Regions from separate parts of the Mus musculus genome. Here region 2 is linked to region 1. A link is a contact called in public HiChIP or PLAC-seq data. All regions are on one chromosome and are shown on one strand. Each heading gives the region's core, a stretch centred on a gene start, on an enhancer-like site or on the middle of the called end of the contact. The rest is flanking DNA. Distances are from core to core; before and after follow the strand shown. Region 1 has its middle 24 kb from the start of Acmsd. Region 2 overlaps Map3k19 (mitogen-activated protein kinase kinase kinase 19).

What was found. HiChIP or PLAC-seq counts read pairs in DNA pulled down with a chosen protein or histone mark.
Region 2: a CTCF HiChIP or PLAC-seq map of CD8 T cells shows a contact between it and region 1, with 5 read pairs. The contact joins two enhancer-like sites. A contact is called at or near these places in 5 of 39 promoter capture datasets (cranial neural crest, embryonic stem cells, fetal liver and 2 more), 1 of 15 datasets of contacts at CTCF or cohesin (CD8 T cells), 1 of 484 Hi-C or Micro-C datasets (embryonic stem cells) and 1 of 9 other capture datasets (adipose tissue).

The regions. Positions count from the first base shown.
Region 1 is chr1:127,703,981-127,707,378 of GRCm38.p6, forward strand. No RefSeq gene overlaps it. Among named protein-coding and RNA genes, the nearest start is that of Acmsd, 24 kb to the right of the region's middle. Within about 2 kb of position 1,906, at least 5 of the 459 cell types and tissues checked have an H3K27ac peak or open chromatin away from gene starts, as enhancers often do. A contact at or near this core is called in CD8 T cells, where this site is marked.
Region 2 is chr1:127,836,995-127,840,392 of GRCm38.p6, forward strand. Map3k19 (mitogen-activated protein kinase kinase kinase 19) reads right to left here. Exons shown (of 14, transcript NM_011737.2): 5 at 3,275-3,390; 6 at 1,445-1,557. Among named protein-coding and RNA genes, the nearest start is that of Map3k19, 16 kb to the right of the region's middle. Within about 2 kb of position 1,832, at least 14 of the 459 cell types and tissues checked have an H3K27ac peak or open chromatin away from gene starts, as enhancers often do. A contact at or near this core is called in CD8 T cells, where this site is marked.

The sequences.
Region 1 (3,398 bases), core at 656-3,155:
ATGATGGCCGACTAGGCCATCTTCTGATACATATGCTAGAGACATGAGCTCTGGGGGTACTGGTTAGTTCATATTGTTGTTCCTCCTATAGGGTTGCAGACTCCTTTAGCTCCTTGGGTACTTTCTCTAGCTCCTCCATTGGGGGCCCTCTGTTCTATCCAATAGCTGACTGTGAGCATCCACTTCTGTATTTGCCAGGCCCTGGCATACCTCACTATGTGTTCCTTTTTAAAAGGTGTACTTTTACCATTTTAAAGTGTGTGTGTGTGTGTGTGTGTGTGTGTGTGTGTGTGTGTGTGTGAGAGAGAGAGAGAGAGAGAGAGAGAGAGAGCACATATGAGCACAGAGACCAGTCATGTAGTCATCTCTTAAAACTAGAGATGCAGGTGATTGTGAGCAGTCTGATTGCTGGAGACCAAACTCAGGACTTCCTCTAAGAGTGGTTGTCATCTCATTTTCATGCTTTTTGATGGTAGTTTTGCTGTTACAATAGGCCCCCAACAGTGTCAACGTACTACCTGGTTTCATGATTAGAGAAGGCTTAAATGCGTCTTACCCAAAAGGCCTTCATTACAAAATTGATATAATGCTAACAGCCTTGAGTGAAAGCTTGTTGAAAATGTGTATATAAGATATTTTTAAATTAGAGCACACACCTAACAAGATGATAGGCTGACTGGCTGACTAAAGTGTGCATTCACAAGCCAAAGGACTGGGAGGACTGCTCAGTCAGAAAGCAGAAGCTGGACATGTCTCACGACCATGAGGGTCTGAACATATCTCACCAACCTTAAGGGCCTGAGTTGTTGTTTGGGGTTGGGGGGAGGGGAATTGTTTTGGTTTTTTGTTTTGTTTCTCTGTCTATAACCCTGGCTGTCTTGGAACTCACTCTGCAGACAAGGATGACCTTGAACTCACAGAGATCCATCTGCTTCTGCCTCCCCATTGCTGGCATCAGAGGTGTGCACCACCACCGCCTAACCTGAAGACCTGAGTATCCCCCAAAACCCACGTGAAAAACAAAAGCCAGGCATAATGGTACATACATGTAACTCCAACGCTGAGGACACAGAGAGACGATCCCTGGGTCAGTGGCCTGCCAGCCTAGCTGAATAGGTAAGCTCCAAATTCAATGAGAGATCCTGTCTCAAAATATAAGCTGGACATCCATCCTGAGGAACGACCACTACGTTCCACCTCGGGCTTCCGGACATGTATGCACATACATACATGCATATGTTTCCATACATACACCATCACCAACATGAAGTCTCTGCCTCTTTATGTTTAACAGCAATGGTGAAAGTCTGAATGGATACATCCCATGCTATCAAAAGGGTTACCTCTGGGACACAAGCCAGAATGATTTTTGCTTTAAAAAAATAAAAGAAGAAGAGAGAAATGGGGGAGGAACAGAGGAAGGAAATCTACCTGTGAATTTGCATAGTGTTGAAAGTTTTGTAAAGACAACTTAAGTGACATTCTCGTTATCGAAAATAACTGGGGCATTTGCTGAATAAGAGAGGATAAATGTGAAACTTGGTGTGGCCGGGCATGGTGGTGGCATGTGCTTTTAACCCGAGAACGTGGAAGGCAGAGGCAGGCAGACAGCTGAGAGTTCAAGGCTAGCCTGGTTTACAGAGAGTTACAAGGCAGTAAGGACTACATAGAGAAATCCTGACTCAAAAAAACAACAAATGTAAAAACCTCAATGTGTGTTTTCATAGAATGATGGTTTTCTGTAGTTCATCTTAGTCCTCAAAAATCCTTAGTGGCTTTCAGCCTCAGCTGGATCTTAGAAAAGCCCAAAGAGCTTTCAAATGTGCAGACTCTCAGGTGGGGCTGGGACCAAAGTATAACCAAGGTTCCACTCCCCTGTGCTGTGGTATCTGTGTCCATGAGTCATAAAGTCAAGGCAAGGGCAATGGTGAGAATTTGGTCAAACTCTATTCCAGGAAGCACTTTTGGCTCCTCAGGCCCATTCTCTGGTCTCTGGGGTAGCTGCATTTGCAGATAAAGGCTAGCAAGCTCTTCCTTGGCATATGGCATGCTAGGGCCAGTGAGGTGATTTAGTGAGTAAAGAAGTCTGCCACCAAGCCTGACAACCTGAGTTCAAGGCCCAGAACCCACAAGGAGAGAAGCTACTCACTCAAATCATTCTCTGACCTATATGTGAGCCATCACACACATGTGCCCACACACATTCATACACACATACACACAAATACACAATTAAATAGGTAGATGTTAATAACAATAATAAAAAGAAAATGCAAGTAGAAACTGCTTTCACATGCAGAACTTTTAAAGCTTTCATAACTAGCCAGGCTAGGGAATTGGTTCGCTGCAGGGTGCCTGAAATTGTATTTAATTTCTATTAATAAATCTGGGCTTCTCTCGGGGCACCCAGGTAAGCTTGATTAAAGTTCTCTTGCAAAGGATTCCCAAGTGTTTGCTGCCTTGCCTGCAATTCAAAATCAAGTGCAGCTCCTTGTCAAATGGTTGCCAGGAGATAGCCTTGGAGTCAACTCCCTGTCTCCTCTGCCATGGCAACGTCTGTGGGTTTTCATCATCTTCTTCCTGTGGCGTTTAGAGTTCTTAGCATGCTGTCCATGATTACTTAGTTAATCTTGCATCAAGAACTCTCTTAATTTATTTTTAGCTGTGTGTGTACCACTCGTGTGTGATGTATATGTTTATGTGTGTGTGTTTCTGTCTGTGTCCGTGTCCGTGTGTGTGTGTGTGTGTGTGTGTGTGTGTGTGTGTGTGTGTATGAGAGAGAGAGAGAGAGAGGGAGAGAGAGAGAGAGAGAGAGCACATGATTGCACACATACACAGGAGTGTTTTCAGCCATAAGGGATGTGATGATTTGAATACGTATGGCCCGCCAAAGACTCGTGCATTTGAATGTTTGGCCCATAAGGAGTGGCACTATTAGGAAGTACGGCCTTGTCAGAGTATGTGTAGCTTTGATGGAGAAAGAGGGTCACTATGAGGACAGGCTTTAAGGTCACCTATGCTCAAGCTACGTCCAGTGAGTGGTACAGTCTTCTTCTGGTGCCTAAGGATCAAGATGCAGAATTCTCCGTTTCTTCTGCAGTATCATGTTATGGTGCTTCCCACCGTGATGAAAATAGATTGAGCCTCTGAAACTGCAAGCCAGCCTCAATTTAATGATTCTCTCTATGAGTTGCCTTAGTCATGATGTCTCTTCACAGCAATGAAACCATAAATAAGTTAGAAAGCGGTACCTATCAGGGAGTAGGGTATTTCAACGATATACCTGACCATGCTTTTATTTGGAGGAATGTGGATTTTGGAGCTTTAGATTAGAAAAGCATAAGGATGTTTTAAGTACTGTTTAGTGGACAACCCTAGTAGGAACCTGAAAAACAGTG
Region 2 (3,398 bases), core at 582-3,081, 130 kb after region 1:
GAAGAGAGAGAGAGAGAGAGAGAGAGAGAGAGAGAGAGAGAGAGGCTCTTTAATTGAGGTACTTATAGATCACAAGTTTCAAGGATGCAGCTTTCCCGGATTCATCGCCCATTTATTTCGGTGATCCAGTGGCCTTTGAGTCATCCATGGTTCTGTATACAGCCCCTTATCCATGATCCTATAAATAAGCTAATGAACTCACTGCTCCACTGAGCTGGCTGTGAATGGAATCTTTCCTTTGGTCTATTGTCTGTACTCTGACAGATGGCTAGACATGGGTTTATGTCTGAAAAGCCATATAACAGCAACCTATTCTAACTCCTTAGTCCCTAGAACTGAGAAATAAATTTCTGGTTTGTTTTGCTTTTGTAGTTTTGTTTTGTTTGAGACAGGGTTTCTCTGTGTAGCCCTGGCTGTCCTGGAACTTGTGATACAGACCAGGCTGGTCTTGAACTCACAGAGATCTGCCTGCCCCTGTCTCCCAAGTGCTGGGATTAAGTGCATGCAACATTGCCGCCTGACTTAAATTTCTGTTCTTTATTATCTCACTCACTCGCTATATGGATTTTATTGTGACAGTAGAAATTAAGACACACATGTGCACACACAAACACACACAAACACACACAAACACACACACACACACACACACACACACACACACACACACTCTCGGTACAACCTAACTAGCTAATTTGCGTATTTAAATTTATGTAAATGAATGTTTTGCCTACATGTACGTCTACCACATGCATGCAGTCCTAGCTGAGGCCAGAAGAGGATGTCAGATCTCCTAATACTGAAGTTTCAGATGGTTGTGAGCTCCTATGCGAGTGCCAGGAATCAAGTCTTCTGGAAGAGCAGTCAGTGCTCTTAACTACTGAGCCATCTCTCCAGCCCCTAATTTACAATTTAAACATGATTATACTAATACTGTCATTAGTCAGCTGGATGGGGTGTTACATACTATGGGATCCTGGGAAGCTAAAGTAGGAGTTCAAGACCAGCTTACACTACATAGTAAGTTCTAACAGTATAACAAGACTGCCTCAAAAATATGTGTACACGATATTGATATTTATAGAAATCATATATGATTATTACAAAACATTGAGGCAGTACAAATAAAATAGTAGGTTGACCAGACATTTCATTTTTATCGTTGTGCTTTTTTAAACTGTTTTTAAAAAGATTTAATCATCTTATTTTATCTACACAAATGATTTGCTTGCATGAATATGTCTGTACTGCCTGCATGCCTGGTATCTTTGGCGATCAGAAAAGGGTATGGAGTTATGGGTGGTTGTGAGTTATCATGCCGATGCTGGGAACTGATCCTGTATCCTCTGTAGATGCAGAGCACACTCTTCACTGCTGAGCCACCTCTCCCCCCTTCCCCTCCTCCCATGTCCTCTTCCCTCTCCACCCCCCCATTTCCTCCTACCTCACTGCTGCTGATGCTCTGCAAGGTGAGGTTTTCAGTTTGGGAAACTGTCATCTCCATTGGAGTAGAGCCTGCCTCATGACAGATGTCAAGCAGTGACTCGGCATGTCTTTCTGTCAAAAAGAATCAACCTGCCTTAGTAAATACAGTGGAATTTAATAGAAAAAGATACCTAATGTTAACTTCTGATATGCATGTACATGCACCACACACATACACACACACACAGACACACACACACTGCATACATACTTCACACACATGAATTCAAGAAAAAAAAAAGTTACCAAGAGTTAGATTTTGGTTCAACATAATTATAGCAACTCATCCTTAATGACGTCATTCTCACAGGCACACCCTCTGAGGTGCTGGAACATAGAAAAGAGCTTTTCAACCCTCTGAGTCATCAACAGGGGAAAGAGGAAAGATGTTTACCTTTCTCCTTTCACTAAAGATGAACCCTTGAATGGATTTCTGTTGGTGCATGGGTGGGAGGAAGCCTCTCTATTCTCTTCCAAACAGATTTGCCTAGAAAACTAAAGGTTGTGTTGCCTGGTAACTGTCTTTTTTGCTCTCTTGAATTGCCCTGGAAGACTCTCATGGGTTGAAGATGATTTCCCCATAATACTATAGCAAGAGAGAGGAATCAGAGTGAAAAGTGATGGGGGGATTTGTGAAGACCACTCAGTCCCTTAAATAGCTTGACCTCCAGATGGCTCAGTTGACCAAGTGCTTTCCTGCAAACATAAGGAGCGGAGATCAATTCCCAAAACCTGAAATTAAAAAAGGAAGTGTGTGTGTGTGTGTGGTGGGGGTGTCTGGAGAAGTAGCTCAGTGGTTAAGAACACTGATTGATTGATTGATTGGTTGGTTGATTGATTGCTCTGCCAGGGAACTAGGTGGTTTGATTCCTAGCAGGTATGTGGTAGCTAACAACTGTCTATGACTTCACTTCCAGATCCGGTCTCCTCTTTTTGACTCTACTGGTGCTAGGCACACATGTAGTAAACAGACATACATGCAGGCAAACACCCATACAGTTAAAACTAAAGTAAATAAATATCAAAATAGAATAAGAAAAACCAGGTGTGAATTTTTAGCCCCAGTGCTGGGAAGGTGGAGACAAGGGGACCCCTGGGGCAGTCAGCCCAGCTGGCTAAGCAAGTTCTAGGAAAAAGTGAGAGATCCTAGTTTCAAGAAGCAAGGTTTGGGGCTGGAGAGATGGCTTATTGGTTAAGAACGCTTGCTGCTATTACAGACATCCAGGCTTATTCTCTAGCATCCACAGCAACTCACAATTACTTGTAACTCCAGAGGGGGCTCTCTTTTGGCCCCCATGAGCACTACATACAAGTAGGCACATACTCATTCATATAAATTAATTACTTTTAAAAAGTAAGATGTATAGCATCCTCAAAACCACTGGAGATTGAATTATGGCTTACACATAGAGACATACAGACATAGACAGACAGACACACACACACACACAAGAATGTGGAGTGAGAATTCTTTGCATTTTTTTAAAGCATGTAACCCTGTGCTTCAAAGAGTCACTGCTCATTAAAGAGTCACTGATTTGATTTATTTAGATGAAGTGGAGTATAATGGCACACACTTTTGATCCCAGTACTTGGGAGGCAGAGGCAGGAGGATCCCTGTGGGTTAAAGGCCAGCTGAGTCTATGCACTGAATTCCAGGGATACAGAGGTGAGATTCAGTCTCAAACAGACAGATGAACAGAGCTATAAAACAGACGTAAAAACAGAAAGAAAGACTTCAAACAGAACTTTCAAACTGGGGAATCTGCATCCAGAGAGAAATACTGACCTGGTCTGGGCATAGAATCCATCAGGATGTCCAGTAACTGCTGCTTCCTCCAACTCTCAATTTGTGACACATAATGTATTGCTGACTTGCCACTGAAATCACAAAGCTTAGGATCTCTGGGAAG